3 separate regions of the Mus musculus genome follow, and all the other regions are linked to region 3. A link is a contact called in public Hi-C and promoter capture Hi-C data. All regions are on one chromosome and are shown on one strand. Each heading gives the region's core, a stretch centred on a gene start, on an enhancer-like site or on the middle of the called end of the contact. The rest is flanking DNA. Distances are from core to core; before and after follow the strand shown.

Region 1 (2,700 bases), core at 116-2,615, 1.8 Mb before region 3:
TTTGACAGGAAGTGACAAGATAGGAAAAAATACTGCAACATACAAAATTAGGAAATGCAGAATCCAAGTGAGATCGCAAATTCCAACTGATTGACTCTAGAAGGTTCTTTTAAGTTGGACACTTCACAGATTAAATCTCGGGTATCACATTGCGATATATCGGTTTACAGCTGTTCTGTGGGTACCTTCTGGTGATCCAGAAATGAGTAGTTTATGCAAAACAGCTATAACCCCAGAAAGCAGATGTGGGACCACTTCAGTATTTACCTCTGAAAATACTATCAAACTCACACATTTACTGAGCAAACGGAACCTAAAAATCTGGAAGCCCACTAGGAAATGAAAGCTGAAAAAGGCTTTGCCCAATCCGTTCGCACAGGGAACCGATAGATCCAAGGGACATACGGCAAATAAAAGGTCTACCAGCACACCCGCAGCCCACATGATCACCTCACAGTTGGCTATGGATTTCCTGCAAAGCCCTGAACTCTTTCCAACAGAAGATACCTCCTTGGCAGGTGATACCATCTTTGGTTCAGTGGGTGGGGCCACGAACCGGAGAACGCTTTCAAGAAATCACAAAACGTTCACCTGGAAATCCGTATTCGACCCGCTAAAAGACCCAAAGGCTATCAGGACAAGTCCTTAAAGTTCTTAAAAGTCCCCGAGTTTCCTGACTATACTGGTCCTCAATTTAGGGGCTGAAGTTTATTCGACGCCAGGCGCTACTAATGCTACACAGTATTCAGTCAGGCGCGGCTTATCCCCCCCGACTTTGCGCAACTCTTAAAAACACCGAAAGCCGCAAAGCCTACTTTTCAGGGCACAGGAGCTGGCGAAAGCGACCCCAAGAAAGCGCTCCCTTTTCCATCCCCAGCTCCCGTGTACCCACACCTCCGCTAAAACTCCAGAAGAGGGCGTGCGTAGTTCAGGCTTTCCCGAGGCCGACAGACGCTCCCCGAGAAGTTCCACCCACCACACACGAACTTGACGCCCGGGTTTCCTACAGCAACCCCGGGGACTCACCGGTACGTGGTTGACACCTTGTCCTTTGGAAGCGATCAAGAGGATTTCCCTGAAGTCCATGTCTGGCCGAAGAGAAAAGCCCGGCTGGGCCGGGGACTCGGGACGCGGTGGATGCGAGTCTTGCCTCTCGCTGAGCCTAAGCGCTACTGACTGGCTTGCCTTGGTGGCCCTTCTCTCGCCGCCCCTCGACACCGACACTTCCGGCGCCTTCTAATGCCGTGTACCGCCCCCGCGCTGCCGCCGAATACGAAGTATGTGTGTGTATGTATACACACATACACACACACACTCACACACACACGCTCAGCGCCTCCGCAGCGCTCGCAAGTATTTGCGCAACTTCCGCTTTCGGAGATAAGACACGGAAAACGGGTACGTGGCCGTTGGCGTTGGCTCAAATGGGTGGGACTGAGGCTTTTACTAGCCAATCAGACGCAAAATGGCAGTTTAGGGGTGTGGCTAAAGGGGGCGGGGAGAGCGGTCAGCCCGAGGATCTTCGCGGCGAGAGAGGGTTTCAGTGTGAGATCCGGGGAGGGTGGGGTGGGAGGGGGGGGGGTGGAGAAGAAGAGAGACCCGACCCCCTTCTAGAGCTGGGCTCTGTAGGTGTCACGCGTGGATGTACAGATTCCAAATGACGGTATTCCAACAGCTGGTGCGACAGGTCTGGAGCAAGGGATCTCGGTTTCGTTTCGCTGGAGCCCCGAAGCTACGCATGCGCACAAGAATCCTGTCCCTGGGACGCCAGTTATCTCCTGGAGGCACCTGATGTTCTTTTAAAAACCTAGGGAAAGAGCGAAGACCTTCGTCACATGCCAAGCAGAACTTGACTCTGACGCACTGCAGAATATAGTGCATTCATTGGGAGTCTAGCCTGACTTTCTTTTGCGTTATCTTGAATTTGGTCATTTCGACTCAATAAAGTAGACGTGAATAACTAGGTATACCTGAGTCTGGGGGTGGGAATGGGCTACGGACCGGTTTGGTGTGATGGAAATACCCCTAAACTGGACTGTGGGGGTGGCTGCATTATTTACTATTTTTTGTACAGCTGAAAGGGTGAGTGTATACAATAGACCTTATTCTGTGATGATGTGAGCGCCTGTATTGGAATGGCTCCACTTCAGGCTGAGTAAAAGACCAAGATGAAGCCTGCCTTCCCCCTAGAATTTTAAATTTCCTTTCCTTTCCTTTCCTTTCCTTTCCTTTCCTTTCCTTTCCTTTCCTTTCCTTTCCTTTCCTAGACAAGGTTTGTCTGTGTAGCTCTGGCTGTACTGAAATTACTCTGTTGACTAGGCTAGCCTCACACTCACAGAGTTCCACCCGCCTCTGCTTCCCAAGTGCAAGGATTAAAGGCATGCACCATCACTGGCTGGCAGTGTAGAAATTTTTCTCTTCCTCAGCCTCAGATATCTTAAGAACCCGCCCCTAACTCAACATAATATTCCTTTTATAGATACTTTTTTTGTACTTATAGATGCTTTTTAATACATACGTATATACATTTTTGTGTGTGAGTGTTTTTGCCTGTATATTAGTAAGGGCTCCATAGAATACCAGAACTTAGTTGTGCACTACTAAACAGGGCATGTCTCTTCCATGTTAAATTAGCTCATCTGAGCTGCTGTAAATGTGTACCCATGAAACTGTCAGTAACTATATAGTAGTAATGAGCAT
Region 2 (2,700 bases), core at 121-2,620, 2.0 Mb before region 3:
AGGCAAACGTGGAGGAGGAAGAGGAGGGCCCAAGAAATGGTTTATTGCTATGCTTGGTGATCCCAGGGGCCCAAGAACTCACAGAAAGATAGGAGAGAACCAATTACAAAAAGCTGAGGTGTCAACCGGGCAGTGGTGGAGCACACCTTTAATTCCAGCACTTGGGAGGCAGAGACAGGCAGATTTCTGAGTTCCAGGCCAGTCAAGTATATAGAGTGAGTCCCAGGACAGCCGGGGCTACACAGAGAAACCCTGTCTCGAGAAAACAAAACAAAACAAAACAAAAAAACAGAAACAAAACAAACAAACAAAAAAAACAGAAACAAAACAAACAAACAAAAAAACTGCGGTGCCATGCCACCTTCTCCCCCAATAATAAATGAAAGTAGAATTTATGTGAGATCGAAACATCTTTCTCACTTCCCAAGATTATTTTTATAATTCAAGAGTGGTAGACAGTGATTGCTGCTCACAAAGCCAAAGCAAACCATGGTGTATCTAATCCCACAAGGTGCGTGGAAGGAAAGGCTCGAAAGACGCAAAGTAACAACGATTGAAGAAATTATGCAAAGGGGAGTTAATAGACTTTATTTCCACAATAGGAACTTCCTTATCCAATAATGATCAGGAAACTCTACCTCAGAAAACTTAACGACTCGCTCATGCTTGCATGCATTCATTCATTCAACGTTCTAAGTGCCTACCGTGTTCTAGGCCCTGGAGGCGCTGCTGGAGATGAAGGATGCGCAGCAGACCAAGTCCCTGACCACAAGGAGCTCCCGTCAATCACAGCTAACTTTTATGACTTTAAACCGCAGCTGTCACTCTGGAGAAGTCCAGGAAGCAGGTTTTCCAAGCCAGGTTCACAGAACCTCAGGCTGACTAGCGGGCCGAGTTCCGCCCCCCCCAGAGACCAGCGATCGCTTTCACCGAGCAGGCTCCACAGACACTCAACACCCCTTGACAGCGGAACCTGAACCTCACACACCCTGTCACCCCGCCCCCTCCCTGGCAACGTCATCCAGGGGCGCCAGGGACCGGAGGAAAGCGCTGTTAACGGCACTTCCTCGTCACGTGACGATCACGCCCCTCCCCGCGCGTGCTCCCTCCCCCTCCAGCCGCGGGTCGCGATTCCGCTCCCTGCGGCCTGCAGTCTGGGAGCCGCCTCGGGCCGACGACGCACCACGGAGCCGGACCGGATGCTCTCTAGGGAGAAAGGCGAGCCAAGCCGAATCCCCGAAACTCTCCGCCGCTCGAGACCGGAGGAGGAGAAGCGAAACAGGCGGGAATCGGTGGGGGAGGGCGGGAGCTAGCGGAAGGTGTCATGGCGGCCGCGGTGGTGGTCACGTGCTCCGGAGGCCCGCCCCGGCGTTTCCGGTCACGTGCCCTCAGCGCCCTCGCAGCCAGCGATGGAGGCGAGACCCCCCGGCAACAGAGGCGGTGGCGACGGCTGCGGCCGCAGGGGTTCAGCCTCCTCCGTGCAGCGGCTGTGAGAAGCGCGGCGGAGGCAGATCCGACGGGACGCGCTTCCCGCGCCCCAGACCAGAGACCGTAGCTCCCACCTGGTAAGTTGAGACCGAAGAATGGGGTTGGGCGGGCGTGGAGGGTCTGACAGGCCCCGGGGGCGCGGGGCCAGGCGGATCGAGCCCTTCGCTGTAGTCGTCTCCACGACACTACAGGCTGGCTGTGTGGTTTGCCTTTCTTCTCCCGGAATGGGAAGGAGGTGCCCTGACCCTTAATCTACTGCCCGAAGGCATTAGGTTCTTCCGCTGGGAGGGACTGGAAGGATCAGACTCACCTGAGAACGAAGGAAGTGAGGCTTCTCCGAGACACCGAGGCCCTTCCCGTTAGGGAGCCTGCCCGGGAGAGGCTTTCTTTTCCTGTTAAAGAAGTCCTCTAACCTTGGTGTCCTCGTGCCTTCTTGCTTCCACCTGTCATCCTGCTCTTCAAACTGTTATTAAAACTTGAGCCACGCACCCAGTTCTAGCTATGACCAGTTTGACAGTCATGTAGTGTAAAGTGAACCATCAATACATGGAAGTATGTGATTATTTTTATAAATTCTCCAGTGTTCTTAGAAACTAAATTCATGTGAAGTTGACCTCACATGTCTATTTTACCATCTGCAAAACAAGGGTGGGGAAAAGATGTTAAAACGTATGCCCAGGGCTACAGTGAAATGGCTCAACTGGTAAAGGTGCTTGCTGCCAAACCTGAGTTCCATCTCTGGGACCCACGTGGTGGAGGGAGAACCGATCTCCGGAAGTTGTGTCCTCAACGTATACACAGTTTAATTTGGGATTTTTGTTTGCTTGTTTTTGTTCTTCGTTGTTGGCTTTTGTTTGGTTGGTTTGGCTTTCTGTCTTTTGATGTTGTCCATTTAAAGACACCAGTTTAAAATATGGTAAAACAGGTTTCTGAGTTAGGAATGCAGCTTAAAGCTAAGAGTTCTTGCTAGGCACCTGTAAGATCCTGGGTTTCATTTCCAGAACTGGCAAAAAAAAAAAACAGGACTGTAGGTAGAGCCCAATGTAAATTGCTTGGTAAGCATGCAGGCCTGGGTACAGAAAACTGGCTTGAAGCACACTAAGGGCTTGGCTCCAATCAATATTCTCAATATCTAGCCTTGTGACTTCCTTTCCTTCCTCTCCTGACCCTCCATTTCCCACACAGGTTTTCTCTGTATAACAGCCCTGACTG
Region 3 (2,700 bases), core at 109-2,608:
TCAGTTTGCTCTGCGTAGCATCATAAAAGTTGATGACACATTCGTACATCCACCCATCTAGTCACTGTAATTATGGTAAATAGTTTCTAGGTCTCGGTGCTGTTCTGGGCACTGGGAGTTCCTAGACAAACACAGTGTTTCCCATCTTCAGTGGGTGTAGGCTTTATGGGTAATCTATGGTGTGCCCAATAAGTAGGGCCACTGACCATAATAATACACTTATAATTTTACTGTTTCAGGGTAATATTTTTTCATGGGTAACCCAGCACTTTATTTCCAGACACTTATTTCATGGTTTCATAGAGTCACAATATTAATTCTGACTTAGCCTCTAAGGATCTAACCAAGCTGGGCTTGGTAACAGACACATCAAGGAATTATCACAAAGAACGGAGTTGAGTCCAGGCTCAGGAAAGCCCTATTGTTTTCTGGACACTGAGGTAGGAGAGAGCTCCCCACTGGTAAGAACCAAGAGTATTCTTGTTTCATAGCCCACCAATGTGTGCAAGACTTATATGCCCTCTCCTCCATGCAGTCTACCAAAAGGGACTGGAGAGGCTTATTCAGTTATATCTCCACCCTCCCTGTGGAACTCTCATATTTTCTGCTTTCTTTTTTGTTAAAACGTATTTTTGTTTCATTTATTAATTTACTTGTGTGTGGAGGTGGCATGGTGAACGAGCTGTGTGTGTGTGTGTGTGTGTGTGTGTGTGTGTGTGTGTGTGTGTGTGTAAGAATCAGTGGAAAGCATCAAGACTTTTCCCTTCCCACCATGATCCAGGAGAACAAACTCAGGTCGTAACACTTGTTGGCAAGTGCCTTTACCACCGCTCACATCTTCTGCTTTCTATGAGGAACCAGGCCCTGATGCTAAAAGTATCTTGCTCAAGAGCACATGACTGAAGAGCAGCAGTTAGGAACTCCCAATGCCTAGAACAGCTAACATCTGTGAGGTTGTCCATGAGGCAGGATGCTCTTCATCTGCCAAAACCCCTGCTGTGGGACTGTAAATACTTTTCCTCAGTTAATTTTCCAAACGCTTACATGAAGTTTGTTCTTGACTCACAGTTGAGAAGATTGAGGTGAGGGAGAGAACTCCACAAGGACAGCTAGCTTTGGGGTAGCCCACTCGGGGACGTTGGAATAACAACAGCCTGAACCTGCACCTGTAGAGCCTTCTGAGTGGGAACCCTAAGTGGTGCCAAGGGTGGGGCTGAAGGAAAGAACATAGCGGGGGCGGGGCAGGGGGCGGGGATGACCGGCAGTTCTCTAGAGGTGAGAAAGTCCCGCCCCCGTGAGAGAGAGATCGGGGATTGGCTTCTCGTGGCGGATTGACAGCCCTAGGATGCGCGCAGTTAGGAGGGCGGAGCGCGAGCCGGAAGTGGGCGAGAGGCGGCTGAGGCGTGCTTGGAGAGCCGCGGCCGCCACTTTGCGCTGGAGCCGCGGCCGAGCGGGCGCGGGTCGTGATGGAGGGCCCGGGCCTGGGCTCGCAGGTGAGCGCGGCTGGACGTGGGCGGCGGTGGGGACGTAAGCCGCGGCCAGGTGAGGCGGTTCCGCGAGGACAGCAGGATCTGGGCCTTGGCCACACTAAGAAAGATGCTGCTTGTCCTTTGCGGTGGCCGCAGAGCGAGGCCGGGCCCTCCTGTCGCCTCCATTCGGCGGCTGGGCGTCACGCACCGGTGCCTAAGTCGGCTGGAACCTGTAAGGTGTCAGGTGACACACCTCAGATAGCACAGCCAGCCTTAGACCTTAGCCTGGAGTCTGAGAGATTCTGTTGAGAAATTATCAGCCCTAGCGCCTAGGCTGCCGCCTTCTCTCCACCTTGTCTTAGCTCTTGTTGCTACCCACATCCTTCCTACTCCTTGAAAGCATCAAGGCTGTGGAGGCAGGAGGAAGGGCGCTCCGTGGTACCATCTGCAAAATCCCCAAGGATTCTATTCTGAGAAGGGCTAGATTAGTCCCAGAGGACAGAGGAGGCCAAAGGGGAAGCTATAAAAGCCAAGAGAACTAAGAATTTGTCCCTTTTGATTGTGACTACTCTAAAGACTTATAACTGGCATTGAATAGATTACAACTTAATATTTTCAGGCTTCTTCAATCCTAGCAAATGTTTAGCGTGTGCTACATGCATTTATGTGCACCTTTTTATCCCAGCTTCAAAGTTTTTAAGCAAAAGAAATCCCCATCTACAGGAGAGTAAACTGACACAGTCTCTAATTCAAGTTATGCTAGAAGTAGATTGATTTTTTTTTTTCAAGCAGTTTGAGGTTGTCACATTGCTTGGACTCTTTAAAAAAAAAAAAATTCCCCAATCCCAAGAGTGTTCTTCATAGCTCTCTATTTTTCTTCTTCAACCAGTTTGGTGTAGGTTTAAGTGGAAAATAACATGCTGAGGTGTTTTTATTGGGAGTTCTTGCATTTTAAAAGAAATGAAAAATGATGTGCAGGGAGCCTGAATTACTATGAAAGAACATAGACTCTTTACATGAAACAGTCTCTCATTATTTTTCTCAGGCTCAAACGTCAGTAAGAGTAGGCCTCATTTCTTAATTACTGTCACTCATTAATAAAAGCCTGTGAGAGCTTAGCTTTACTCCTCCATGCTAAGAGGGAAATAACCCAGCTCAGGTTCCATGACATCAGAAGGGAGAGGATGATTTTAGAGGTTGAGGTTGGTGGGGCAAGATAGACTGTTGTTAA

The links. Hi-C and Micro-C count contacts between places; a contact is called where the count stands out from the background. Capture Hi-C pulls out chosen DNA fragments and counts their contacts.
Region 1: a contact with region 3 is called in a Hi-C map of B cells, with 6 read pairs. The contact joins the promoter of Spty2d1 here to the promoter of Zdhhc13 in region 3. A contact is called at or near these places in 3 of 39 promoter capture datasets (the C10 cell line and embryonic stem cells), 1 of 484 Hi-C or Micro-C datasets (B cells), 3 of 115 datasets of contacts at active chromatin or transcription factors (embryonic stem cells, large pre-B cells and pro-B cells) and 1 of 9 other capture datasets (embryonic stem cells).
Region 2: a contact with region 3 is called in a promoter capture Hi-C map of liver, with 5 times the contacts expected there. The contact joins the promoter of Gtf2h1 here to the promoter of Zdhhc13 in region 3. A contact is called at or near these places in 3 of 39 promoter capture datasets (cranial neural crest, liver and pre-B cells), 1 of 115 datasets of contacts at active chromatin or transcription factors (pro-B cells) and 1 of 9 other capture datasets (liver).

What each region holds. Positions count from the first base shown.
Region 1 is chr7:47,007,049-47,009,748 of GRCm38.p6, forward strand. Spty2d1 (SPT2 chromatin protein domain containing 1) reads right to left here and starts at 1,366. Exons shown (of 6, transcript NM_175318.4): 1 at 1,027-1,366. The coding sequence starts at 1,086. It overlaps Gm32031 (predicted gene, 32031), which reads left to right and starts at 1,506. Exons shown (of 2, transcript NR_166573.1): 1 at 1,506-1,545; 2 at 1,676-1,960.
Region 2 is chr7:46,794,724-46,797,423 of GRCm38.p6, forward strand. Gtf2h1 (general transcription factor II H, polypeptide 1) reads left to right here and starts at 1,371. Exons shown (of 15, transcript NM_008186.4): 1 at 1,371-1,565. Hps5 (HPS5, biogenesis of lysosomal organelles complex 2 subunit 2) reads right to left here and starts at 1,158. Exons shown (of 23, transcript NM_001005247.2): 1 at 705-1,158.
Region 3 is chr7:48,787,645-48,790,344 of GRCm38.p6, forward strand. It overlaps Zdhhc13 (zinc finger, DHHC domain containing 13), which reads left to right and starts at 1,359. Exons shown (of 17, transcript NM_028031.3): 1 at 1,359-1,493. The coding sequence starts at 1,467.